2 separate regions of the Xenopus tropicalis genome follow, and region 1 is linked to region 2. Evidence: chromatin contacts called from public Hi-C data. All regions are on one chromosome and are shown on one strand. Each heading gives the region's core, a stretch centred on a gene start, on an enhancer-like site or on the middle of the called end of the contact. The rest is flanking DNA. Distances are from core to core; before and after follow the strand shown.

The links. Hi-C and Micro-C count contacts between places; a contact is called where the count stands out from the background.
Region 1: a Hi-C map of liver shows a contact between it and region 2, with 2.6 times the contacts expected there. The contact joins the enhancer-like site here to the promoter of trim13 in region 2. A contact is called at or near these places in 4 of 5 Hi-C or Micro-C datasets (brain, liver, neurula embryo and 1 more).

What each region holds. Positions count from the first base shown.
Region 1 is chr2:149,503,296-149,510,153 of UCB_Xtro_10.0, reverse strand. No RefSeq gene overlaps it. Among named protein-coding and RNA genes, the nearest start is that of mir15a, 67 kb to the right of the region's middle. Within about 2 kb of position 1,958, at least 3 of the 11 cell types and tissues checked have an H3K27ac peak or open chromatin away from gene starts, as enhancers often do. A contact at or near this core is called in liver and neurula embryo, where this site is marked.
Region 2 is chr2:149,420,350-149,426,993 of UCB_Xtro_10.0, reverse strand. It overlaps trim13 (tripartite motif containing 13), which reads right to left and starts at 4,802. Exons shown (of 2, transcript XM_004911967.4): 1 at 4,636-4,802; 2 at 1-1,787. The coding sequence starts at 4,638. The coding sequence ends at 555.

The sequences.
Region 1 (6,858 bases), core at 709-3,208, 86 kb before region 2:
TAATTAATACATAATTTCGATATTTAAAAAAATGTGCATGTATTGTCAGGGGGAGGGAGACAGGGGGGAGAGGGACTCATACATTAATCAATAATCAAATGAATTCAGCAATTACTTTTATTTAAAGAATAACAAATTGGCGTGTAAGATATATTAAACAAACCATTAGATATGGATGTAAAACCAAAACGTCTACTTTACATTTCTAGAGAAAAAAATGTATGATATTCAAAATGTAGTAAATAGATTATCCGTTTTGTACTTAAATTTCTTTGCTAAGGCTTCATTTTGTCACTTTGCTCTAGTGAAGCAGAAAAGGTACCCAGAATGAGAAACATAATCAACGTGTGTTTGTTTGATCATAATTTACACAATTATTGATTGTTGCTGATTGAACCGTATAAAAGGTTACAAAGTCCGAAGGCGGGGCTAGGGAAAAATAGGGGTCATTCTAGATCATATAGATGGAACTAGATGATAGACTGACACAGATAATGATCATGATGATGATGATAGATGACAGATAGATATTGGAAAATCCCATAATTATTTAAGATGGAGGCTCTATTATCCCTGCCTGCCACTTGTGTTTTAGTGCTAATGAGATGCTCAAGCTATTGCACTGCATTGAAATCCCAGTTGCGTTGCGGGGACCCCTCGCTGGAGCAGACGTTCCTTTAGCTGAAAGGTCTTTTTTTAGCTCAGATTGGAAGCTTCAATGCTCTCTTGTTAGGGTCCAGCGCTGAGACTTGGCAGGGGACAGCGGCTGTTTCAATCCCCTGACTCCCCCCTTCCAGCTCTGAGAATGGAAAGTCCGGCAGCTCGCTAAGAAAAGGACAATTATCTGCCCAGGCTATCACTGCGGATTTAACCATTTCTCTAAATGCGGTGGGGGCGGTTTCATATGAAATCAAAGCTTAGGGAAATACTGAGGACTCTCGTTCTGAATCTGTAACAGCTCACACTCATTCACTGAGATTGTCGCTTGCGGCTAACTGATGTAACTGCTGTCTGCATTACAGCACATACATAACTGCTTACTAATTCTCAATTTCTACTTGCGGGGGGTGCCCTTTCTCCGCACAATGGCTGATCATTCGCTACAGTCCTTACATTCTGGCTAGAATAAAAGAGTGGGATTGGCTAAGAAGTGACTCAGAGGCTCTATAACCAGAAGCGATTGGGAGTTATATTTAGGCAATACTCTGCTCCCGGCATAACCCCCATGGCCGGGCCTTCATGAGGCCTTTAGAGGGGTCAAGGGGTAGTTCATTATTTTTACTGTTGTTTTTTTCCTTGTTTTTATTGTTGCTGTAGCATCTGTGGTGCAGTTGTGAGGGTCTCTGATACTCATCACCTGAGGATACAGTATAGGAATGTTTGTATCTAAAAGTTGCACTGTTTTCCTCTCAGCTAAAATACAGTTACATGAATGAATCTTTAAATCTAGAGATCAAATATCTCCTCCTTACATGAGAAGCTTTGGGCATATAATATAACCTAGCAGCATCCTAACTGCCTCTTATTTTTACTTGCTAGGGCAATTAAATGAACAAGTTACCAGGGAACACGGGCGCCCCCTATCTGCTGTCCCCCTGGCCCTCTCCTTACTGAAACAGCAGATGGCATCTCCTTGCCAAGCAGACAGGAAAGAGAAGACTGGTTGGGACAATCCCAGCATTTATCAGTGTGAGGAGGCTTTGTGCTCCCAGAGAGCCATGAATTCTGCATTAGAGTCTACAGCCCATCACCAAGAAACCACACAGCCATATGAAAGCCAATATTATGTCTGTGGGGCTGTCCACTGGGCTCTTCATGGGGGCTGGGGGAGGGCACACAATATCGCTCTTTCTTTCACTGTTCCTTTTAGCTTATTTGAATTATGGTGATATAATCCATTTAACCCCACACTAATGAGGAGGAGCAGGGGACACCGTGTAATACATGTGCGTACCGCATAGCGCTCTTGTGCACTGTTTGTGCGAGGGTGTAACACGACTGAATGCTGAATATATAGGCAAAGCACTGGTAATAGTGACCAGACTGCGAAGATTTCGTTTATAAAAGTACAGCTCTTGAGTTCTTATTTATATTTAAAGGAACAGAATGCGTGCCTTATAAACATTAAAGAGGCATTTTAACTTCGCGATCTACCACTTTTAAGATACATAATCGAGATTTTTATTTCCTCTTCTTCTTTTTCCTACTTCTTGAATGGATACATATACGTCAGAATAGTTAACTGGCACTGGGATGTTCATTCTGTACAATTTAAAATGTTAATAAAAATTGTTGAAAAGAAAAAAGGAATGTTACTATTTTACAATATAATACTTGTAGTGTAGTCAGTTCAACGCCTTAGCTGGCCATACACCTTCCTAAATCATCTGTAACATAACCTAATTGTCATTTATTCAAAGAGAGAGTGGGGCCCACACCTTATCGATTTTGATTGATTTAATAGTTGAATGTTTTATTGAACAGGAAGGCTTTTATTTATAGATGAGTTTGACTGAGAAGATAATTCACTATAAATGTGCAATGTGAGTTTCGTGCATCGTTTAGCAGAATAAACCGAGTAGTGCAGGTTCCAGGTCACGTTGTTAAGGACGTTATTATGTCAGTTACCAGGACATTTCTAACCTGCTTATTTATCTTATCGGCCTTGTAGAGTTGTCCATTTGCTCCTTTAGTTAGACAATATGAACCTTTCCTTTGGATAACTTTGCACGGAAGGTGAACATTGGTGTTCCCAAAGAGCAGCGATCCCTGCACTATTCCTGGTAAATGGTATTTTAGCACACTAATTGTTGGAAGTGTGGGCAGGTAATACAAGTTATGACACTTTGTACACGTTGCTTATTATTATTTTTTTTAAATGGTGTATTTACTGATCCAAGATAAAATTAAGGTTTTTCCCAGGTTCTTAATTTCTTATGTAGTAAAGTTGAACGGATCCATCAATGGAATTCTAATGCTTCTTTAGAAAGACAGATAGATTTTTGTTTAATTGTACCTGAAACATGAAAATATTACTTTGCATTTTTTTCTGGTAGTTTAGAAATAGTTTTTTTTTTCCTAATACCTTTTTCCTGCTCTGATTTGACTCTATTTACTTCTTGTCTGTAAAAATATCCCGGCCTGTCGCAAACAACGGAGATTTCATGGCCCCACCATCCTCCTCTGCCGATTAATGGACGTGGTGGTTTGGTTTAATTTTAACCATGTAAATTTATATGTGTAACAACAGCAATAAAGCACAACCTGCAAGTATAATCTATACCTAGATTATGTAGTCACAGTACAGCTGAGTATCCTAACTAGATTCCTACCGAAATACACATACTGTTTGTATCAACATACACACGACACTTAGACGACAGTTTGTCTGTGCCACGGATGTTAAAAAGAATGGGATGAGCCCATCTTTAGATCATAGCGCAACGTTGTCACTCTCTCTATACCCGACATGGAAGTAATTCCAATTATAGATCTGGCAACACGCACCCTCTCCTGGCACAATTTTGTTAAACTTAAGTTATGCTTACACAGCCTGAGAGCATTTTTCGAGCTGACCCATGGCTGCCAATGTGACCCAGGTTCAGACTGACTTCTGGCGGATACAGGGAGTGGGCGGAGCTAATGGGCACAGGGCATCTGCAACATGCGACAGCCGCCTAATCGCACCCCTAGCGCTCTAGCTTTAGTGATCGCAGCTCTCACTAACATTCCATATTGCTATTCCATATACTAATTCAATGACGTTTCTTATTTAAATCATTTTATGGACACAAACTCTTGAAGCCATGTCAGCACTCCACATTCTAAGCCAAGAAACTTGTTTTAGCGATTTTAACATCAAATTGTACAGGCAGGTCAGACTTGGCATTATACTGAATAAAGGAGTGACCAGACAGTCACTGCGCAGGCTCCCATTCATGTAGCTCTGTGTACAGTAGTGCTCTTGTACAATGCAGTAAGTTAAAAAAAAGTTTTTTTTTTAACCTGAAATTCAGCACTTCTGTAGTGTGGAGAGAACATTTGCCCTCTCTGCGCTGGGGGTTGGCTTTAGAGTGGGCATGCCAGGCAGCAAGGGGCTCAGAAACTCCCCTGGTACATGTATGTAATGGTGGTTGACTATTTGTTAGCCTTTATTTGGTTAATAAGACTGTTTTTTAAACTATTGTTTCCCACAATGCACTGCATCTGTCATTTGAAATTACTAAAAGCCCCTATATGGCCTGATAAGAAAATGCCTATTTTTTTAGTGAATTGATTGGTATTTCTGCATTTTGATGAAATGTTAAAATGAGAAAGCATGGACCCTTAGTGGGCCAGAGTTTCTGCCTAATGATTTATGGACATCAAGGACATTGCCTAACTAAAAGTTTTCCTATTTTGTTCAGGTGAATGATATATGCTATATTCATGTATTTATATCTAAAGAAAAACAATGACTGATTTGTAGGCTGCTCTGGCTTTAGAGTGTCCTACAGTATAATGCTTAGTGCAGGGGGAATTCCTATGCTGATATAGCCTTATGGTGTCTCCTTCCTATAGACTCTAAAAGAGGGGAATTCCTGCTCTATATAGCTGGTAATAGGATTAATAGAAGGGAAATTCCTATGCTGCTACAGATATATAGTGTCCCCTGCTGATGATTAATATAGGGAAACTTCCTGTGGTGAGCAGCAAACAGTGGCTCATAAACACTATTCCTGCTAATGATATTCTTAGAGTATCTCATTCTTTTGGACAACATAATAAAGCATAATTACCCAGAGGTAATACAACACTATGGTACCTGAAATGTCACATCCAAACCTGCCCCAGTCTCTCATTGTGTTTTACAGTTTACCTAAGTCATAAGTTTACACAGGTGCTCTGGGCATGTCCCCTTGTCCCTAAGGTCATGGATAAATATCACTGAATTGACCAGCACTGTATTAACTGCCTTCATTGTTTGGATCCACTGTATTGGAGCCACCTGTATTTCCTAAAGCCAGAAATAAACTGTGCAACTAGGGTTATGTCTTTTCAAGGTGCAAGACGAGAAGCTAACTTTCCATCCCCTTATTTGAATCCCAGCTATTGGCTCCATTAAACAGGCCCAATAAGTGGTTCAGAGGGCAGCTTTGGGTGGGGTGGTGCAGAAACTACAGGTAGCTGCCTGCTATGGCAAGTGTTAAAGGAAAATTAACATGAAAAAATGAAAATGCAGTTTACAGTATGTATTATACATATAGTATGAATCTTAATGCTTCTGGCCCTTAAAACTTGCCCACAATTTTTCTTAAAGCCAGTTTGAATATATGGCAGAGGGGAATTTTTGCCTCAAGCACCAAAAACTAATTCTGGGAGAAGTACATTTATAAAATACACTAAATACAATAAACAATGATGAGATATTTTCAGTTTGTACATCAGGAACATTAAAGTTCAGGTTGTAGTCTTTCAGCTGTTGTTGAACTCTAAAGAGTGCAGAGAAGGCTGGCACTGTGGGCAGTTGCAGTATAATGACAGCTGGATGGTTACATTGGACAATTTCAGATTTACTTGTGGCCCCTCAGATAAAGACCCCAGGATTGCTGAGTGCTTGTGTGCACTTACACCATGCTACCAACACACACAACAAATTGTGGCATCCAGTTACACTATGAATTCTGCATGCACACACATAATCTAGCTTGGATGAGTTCTTGAACAAGCATAGTATCCAAGGCTATTGTGATACTAAAATCTACAGTTAGTATTGATGTTGGTATATATGGTTTATGTATGTGAGTGTATAGATAGGTCAGTATGGGTCTATTTGTGTGTGTTGGGTTTACTTGGAAGGGTTGAACTTGATGGACTTTGCTCTTTTGTCAACCCAACTTAACTACTATGTAACTTCTAAATGCCCAAAAGACCATTTGTGGACACACACCCTACAGGAGATGTTGGCCCCAGCCTTCCAGCATCTCCCTGAGTCACTTCTCATCTCCAGCACTGGATAAGGAATACTTATTATCACTGTATCATGTATAAATAAGTAAAAGCATGACCTAGTACCAGGCTATAGAACATAGGATATATACAGTCCTTATACAAGAGCATATGGCACTATCATTGTGCCAGTTCCTTATAGCCATATATTGCCATATCTGTTTATTGTAAGCCTATGAAAAATTAAAACATTGATTCGGTGGAAGGGTGGGGGCATAGTGAGGAGCTTATAATGTAGGTCATGGTGTTTGGAGATAGGAAGAGTGAGGGCAATTGAGTGAAGTGCCTCCAGCCTACAGATGGCTCAGCTTGTGGCCCTCTAACCTGGGTTTAAATTAGAGAAAGTGTTCAGCCTGAGGATCCAGCATCACAGAGCCATTTGGAGGAAAATCCTATCTATAATTACAGAGGCCATATTATAACATTTCATAGCTGCTTTACGTTTTCACATATTGGTTATATCCAACCTGCAATCCTCCCACAGTGCCATTGCAGCTCTTGGCATTCCACCAACTAAGAGTAATACTAAGAGACATGGCTCATATAGGTATCCAGCCTAGGGCTCCCTATAGCTTTAGGTGTCCATCTCCTTTCAGCTCATGATAAACTTCGACTCCCTGTTTAACTAAAAGCAGGAGGGCTGCACATCGGCTCTGTGGTAAACTTGCTGCGCTGCCCATAGACACCTATGCCTGCGCCTTATTAGCGATGAGTGGCAGCTGACATTTACCTAACGCCACCTCCCCTCCCTGCCGTGCCTGTGCATGACATCCAGGGAAGGGGTAGGAGGAGGGAGCAGCAGGCAGCCGTCGAGGCACCATGCTCAGCGCTCCCCCCGGCTCCCCCCGGCAGGCAGCAGGATGGTTATCC
Region 2 (6,644 bases), core at 3,553-6,052:
CCCTAATTTCAGCGCTTGGAAGCATAAATGTATCATTGGTTCCAGTGTTTGGAAGCATACAGGTATCACTATCCCAGGACACCCTGCTTGGAAGCATACATGTATCATTGGTTCCAGTGTTTGGAAGCATACAGGTATCACTATCCCAGGACACCCTGCTTGGAAGCATACATGTATCATTGGTTCCAGTGTTTGGAAGCATACAGGTATCACTATCCCAGGACACCCTGCTTGGAAGCATACATGTATCATTGGTTCCAGTGTTTGGAAGCATACAGGTATCACTATCCCAGGACACCCTGCTTGGAAGCATACATGTATCATTGGTTCCAGTGTTTGGAAGCATACAGGTATCACTATCCCAGGACACCCTGCTTGGAAGCATACATGTATCATTGGTTCCAGTGTTTGGAAGCATACAGGTATCACTATCCCAGGACACCATGTATAAATGTTCTAATATTTAAATACATGAAAGAATACAAGTTCCCACACAGTGAAGGTTTTAGCACATGAAACAGGTGCATCGGCTGCACTGACAAATTATCCATATTTTATAACTTATATTTACAAACAAATTCCGCTACGTTCTCCAGAAACACAGAGACATATGTCTGGCACCTTTGTTTTAAGATAAGTAATTCTTCAGAAAGCTGCTCCCAGAACAGGATGGTTAGGTTGGCTGCTTTTGCTGTTGTGGTAAAGAAGTATGAAGATATCACCTGCAGGTCAATAGTGAAGGTTGGAAGGCTGTCAATAAAAGGATATGCACAAAGGAATGTCACTAGCAAAAGAATTAGACAGGCAACCACCAAAATTGGCTTCAAACTATGCAAGGTCTTGGCATCTCCAGGCTCTTTTTTGCTGGTTATGTCTTGTGGTAGGGATAGTTTATCCACTTCCCCCAGTTTAATGCTGTCCCACATGCTTGTATCAAACTCCTTCATGGCTGGATTGACATTGACATCTTGCCCAGTAGTCAAAGGGGCTTCCTTGATAAATGACATCTTATCCCTAAATTCCTGCATCTGCTGTAGGAACATAAAAGGATCAGATATATTCTTAAGGTCTTCAACAATATTACAAGCCTTTCGCTGTTCACTGAGAACTGTATGGAGCTTGTTTATCTCAGTGTCGTAGGCCTGCATCACAGCAAGCTTCAAGGTCTCGAAATCGGAGAGGATTTCATTTTTCTTCTGTTCCAGCAGATACTGGAGTTTTTCAAAATAGGCCTTGACTTTGTCCGACTCCTTGGCAAGTGAATGAAGAGCCTTTCTTTTGTTAGATTCTAAGGTGTCCAGGTGGGAGTGAACCTCTTTGCTATTCCACTCTTCAACACCCTGAAATAAGGTCTCCAAAGAGCTTTTCTCTTGAATGTAAGCATCCCCAATGGAGGAAAATACATGCTTCTTGTGTTCTCCAGTGGTGGCACAGCTCCCACAAATCAGCTTTAAGTCAGTAGAGCAAAAAATATTGAGAGGCTGATCACTGTGCTCCTTACAGACAGGCATCTTTGGTGAAACCTTAATTTTGTTGTATTTTTCTACAATGCCTTTAAGCAAATAGTTTACCTGAAGGCCATTAACGCCCATTGTTGGGGTCTCTTTACGGCATGTGGGGCATTTGAAAGAGGAAGGCCTCCACTGCATAGTCCGAGAGTTCTCTTCCAGAACACCATCCAAACATTTCTTGCAGAAGTTGTGTGAACAAGGTAAGACTCTTGGGTCATCAAAAAGGCTACAGCAGATTGGGCACGTTAGATCTTCCTCCAGCACCTCCATCACATCCTGAAAGAAATGAAGAAGTTGTGGTTTTATGAGACAGCACTGAGAGTGACTCCAGCTATTAGAGAATTGAAAGTCATGTACAAGGGCAAGTCTGCCTATTCCATGTGTGTGTATTAACAGTTAGTAAATCCCACCCATGTATGAGCCCCATTACAAATTGATTTGATCAGTGTGCAGGCCATTATGTACATACAGTACTATGACTGCTCATTGCATTTCAATAAAGGAAAATCGTTTTTCTTTACCTAAGGACCATTAATGCAATTAATATATTTATGCAAAACCTACAAAGAAATTATTTCTTGGAAATAAATGTCCTATTTTTTTAGGATAAGTTAATTCCATAGTTCTGTAGTTAGCATTCAACCCCTTGTTTATATTTTTGCGTAAAGCTGGCTATACACATAATCCACTCCTTTGACGTGGTCACAAAAGAAGCGGATCTTTACCTGATTTGGCTACATTTTTTTGCCTCCCCAGGCCAACTACAGGATCAGAACAGACCTATGCAGGCACATTGACAGGCCAGATATCTGTCAGGGCTGGTTTATAAATGTTGTGTTTGAGAATTACATTTTGCATTAGCCAGACTTAATGGGTGCTGGGAAATAAATTCAGTGGGGTATGAATGTCCATTCATATATTTCACATCTTTGAAAAAAATGACTGGCAAGTGACAGCAACACCTATTGGCAATAAGTGGTCATTACACCACAAGTCTATAAACGGAATACACAGGGTGCAGAATAATTTGTATTGTGGGGAGCTAAATAGTTGTGTTCATATGGCATTGTATACAATTACAAATACTACATGTACAATGTACAAAAGACTGCCCAGCTTAAAAAACAGCAAAATGGAAAATCCATGCACTATGCTTAGAATTGCAGTTTTGTTATTTTTAAATGTCATTTTTAGTTGATGTATGGCCTTTTCTGTTCCCTTCAGATTCTGACTGAAGTTCAAACATAGTATTGGCAGGGGCTGTCATGACATTATTTCCAGCACTGAGGGAACAGAAGGCTTGGCTGCTGCTATGTTGTTTTAGTGGTATGTGCACTCTGGACCAGCAGTGCAGCTTATAGCAGGACCCACAGATATTGCTTTTGGTAGCAATTACATTTACAAATAGCTGAAAATGTGTAATTAATATAAATTAGAAAGCTGGTTAGAATTACACTTGCTTTTGTTAGGCAAAACATATTTTGGTTTACAATTTTTCAGTACTGGGAGTGAAAGGGTGCACACTAGCATCAATCCGTTTAGTTTATCAGTTTATCCATGGACAGTATCCGTGTAACCTTTATATTTCTGCAGCTTGCGCTACTCGTACTATTACAGCAATGACCGGCGTAGCTATTTCTCGCCCGTGGGGAGGTAGTGTCCATAAATACAGCGTAAAGCAGACGAATAGGTATTGCCGAACGTAAAACACTTTACGCACGGCAATCTGAAATAATCATGGCTGAATGTGGTGTATTTATAATCCAACAGACATTATGAACAATAAAATGCCAGGTGTACCCAAAGTTAAAGGGCACCTGTCGCCCTAAAATGGTTTCCCCACACTGTGGATAGGAGGAAACAATAGTTTACAGCACAATACCAAATCTGTTTCACCCATAAATACACTCCCAACCTAATGCAACTGACCTAATGTGCCCAAATGTGCTCCAGTGCCACAAACTGTTTCATATCTGTATAAACAATCCTGTCATATTTATAGGATGACCAGATCACTTGAAAATTCAGGGACATGTCTAAAAAAAAAATTCTAGCTAAGCAGGGCTGCACTGGTTGCAGTTCATTATTAATGCTATCAGTGCTAACCAGCAACATGTAATTATTTAGATATCATATCACCGGCATATTATATCCTGCCAGGTGCAACATAAATACACCGGCTTTATTACTGTGGTGTGTGCTGTCCATAGGGCCCCAGGGCCACAAGGTGAACCTACCTAGCCTTCCATTGCCTGCCTTGTGTGGCATCATTTAACTTGCCCAGTGGCCGTGTGGTACAGGAAATAACTGGATCACATGGAAATTGCTGGACAGCACTATTAGAGTGAGTAATAAATGAACACATATAATTAGTGGCCACTGAATGACACAAACATAGCATGGATTATTAAGCAGCACAGAAGGGGCCACACTAATGCAACATACATTCTCCTCATCTGCCTAAGGCCAGGCACTTGGCTATGACTGGCAGCCTAAAGAGTGAAGCTGCTTTTCTGTAACATCCCAGAACTGTTTGTGCCAACCGCCCCCTCCTGTGCCAGCCATGAGTCACATGTGTGTACCAGGCGTGTGTCTGCAATAAGGAACAAAACATGACTTAGTCCCAGCCACAAACCCATGACTGAGAAGTGCTGGGAATCTGGGCGGGGTAGGGACAAGCTGCTTCTCCAGAGATGCAGCTGAACTACAGTGTTACTGACACTCTGGGAGGCTGCATGTTGCTCTGCCCTGGCTGGGCACTACAAGGATAGAGAAGGACCAACCGCCCTAGTCACTTGTGCAACCAATCACATTTCCTAGTGTAAGAGAGACAACTTTACTGGTTGCTATGGGTTACCGCGGCAATGCAGCTAGGCCCATGTTGATAAATGCCCCCAATATCACAGCGGAAACAGCAGTAGCAAAAATGTCATTAAAACTTCATTATAAAGCAAAGTTCCACTTGCCTCGCTGGGCATGACCGCTACGGCTCCGTATGTGCCTAATTAGCGCTGGGCACAGGGAGGAGGATGGGCACAAGTGAGATCCCGCAGGGTAAAGGCGCCCGAGTGGATGGCACGCCTGTGATTTGTGTGAGAGCAATGCCGGGCCTGACGCGCCTTACCATGCAGCTGCCACCCTCCGTACTGTGCCAATGTCACTCGGCTCTGAGGGCGCGATGTGTGCCACTGCCCAGCTGCTCTCGCCTCCAACTTGGCCCACACTCAACATGCCGGAGCCGGGAGCATCCAATGTCTGTGTGTATCCTGTGCGAGCAACTCCTGCCTGATCTCCTCCCTGTGCCCCTCCCACAGTGCCAGCCCATGCCCGCCCCTCCCACAGTGCCAGCCCATGCCCGCCCCTCCCACAGTGCCAGCCCATGCCCGCCCCTCCCACAGTGCCAACCCATGCCCGCCCCTCCCACAGTGCCAGCCCATGCCCGCCCCCACAGTGCCAGCCCATGCCCGCCCCTCCCACAGTGCCAGCCCATGCCCGCCCCCCACAGTGCCAGCCCATGCCCGCCCCCCACAGTGCAACCCATGCCCGCCCACAGTGCCAGCCCATGCCCGCCCCACAGTGCCAGCCCATCGCTCTCTCTTCCTGCAGCTCCGCCTGCTGTCATGGCGCTCCCGGACTTGCCTTGGCTCGTACAGCACACGCTGACCCCTCACAATCATTATGGCAGGGCACTTACATGTCGCTCCACAGCTGCGTCTTTGTGGGATGCCTGTATGTGGATTACTATTTAACCCTTTCTCTGACAGACCACTGACTCCAGACTTACCTTTTAACCCTCTGCCTGACAGAAACCCTGCCATATGCCTTAACCTTTTAGTTATTATCCAAAATATATGTATATAGCTCTGTCACATTCGCCCTATTGCCCCTATCAGCCCCTGCCCCAGTGGAGCTTACAATTGTAGGTCCCCATCACATTCACACACTGAAGGGCCAAACAATTGAAGGCAGCAAATTCAATGGAACTGGTAAATGATTTTACATTTTTTTTGTCCTATAAATGGGAAGGCTAGATTTACCACATGGAGTCACAACACAGGCATATAAAGGGAAACTATACAAACATTGCAGGTCTCTATAAAAATGCATCATATAAAAAGCCCATAAGTATATTTTACATAAATAAAGCCTTTTTTTTAAAAATTCTATTTTTCTGATTATATGTGTCATTAGATATTCCCATACTGAAATACTGCCATTTTAATTTACTAATGTCTGTGGCTCATATAAGACCTGTGCTCACACAAACCAAGGGCACGCATGTATGCTAGCAGGCAGGGTCGGACTGGGGGGTGCAGGGCCCACCAGAGCTGTGGCCCAAGGGGTCCTGCACCCCCCAAGGGGCTCGTCCCCCGCTATGCCCCCCTAACCCCATGCAGGGGCCCCCAACACACATTGGAATGTGGATTATTTTCTGTCAGGTGATTGGTGAGAGGCACAGAGAACACCACAAAATGGTGGCCAGAGGAAGTAACTATGGGGCCCATTTACTTACTCACGAACGGGCCGAATGCGTCCGATTGCGTTTTTTTCATAATGATCGGTATTTTGCGATTTTTCGGATAATTGTCGCGACTTTTTCGTTGCCATTCCGAATGTTGCGCAAAATCTGGTGATTTTTTCGTAGCCTTAATACTTGCGCGAAAAGTCGCGACTTTTTCGCAGCTTTCGCGCCGAGTACGAAAGATTCGGATTCATTCAAGCTTCAGTATGGTGACTTTTCTTGGGCCAGGTTGGAGCTGCAGAGTGCCATTGAGCCCTATGGGAGACTTTCCTTGGGCCGGGTTGGAGCTGCAGAGTGCCATTGAGTCCTATGGGAGACTTCCCTTGGGCCGGGTTGGAGCTGCAGAGTGCCATTGAGCCCTATGGGAGACTTTCCTTGGGCCGGGTTGGAGCTGCAGAGTGCCATTGAGCCCTATGGGAGACTTTCCTTGGGCCGGGTTGGAGCTGCAGAGTGCCATTGAGCCCTATGGGAGACTTTCTTGGGCCGGGTTGGAGCTGCAGAGTGCCATTGAGCCCTATGGGAGACTTTCCTTGGGCCGGGTTGGAGCTGCAGAGTGCCATTGAGCCCTATGGGAGACTTCCTTGGGCCGGGTTGGAGCTGCAGAGTGCCAT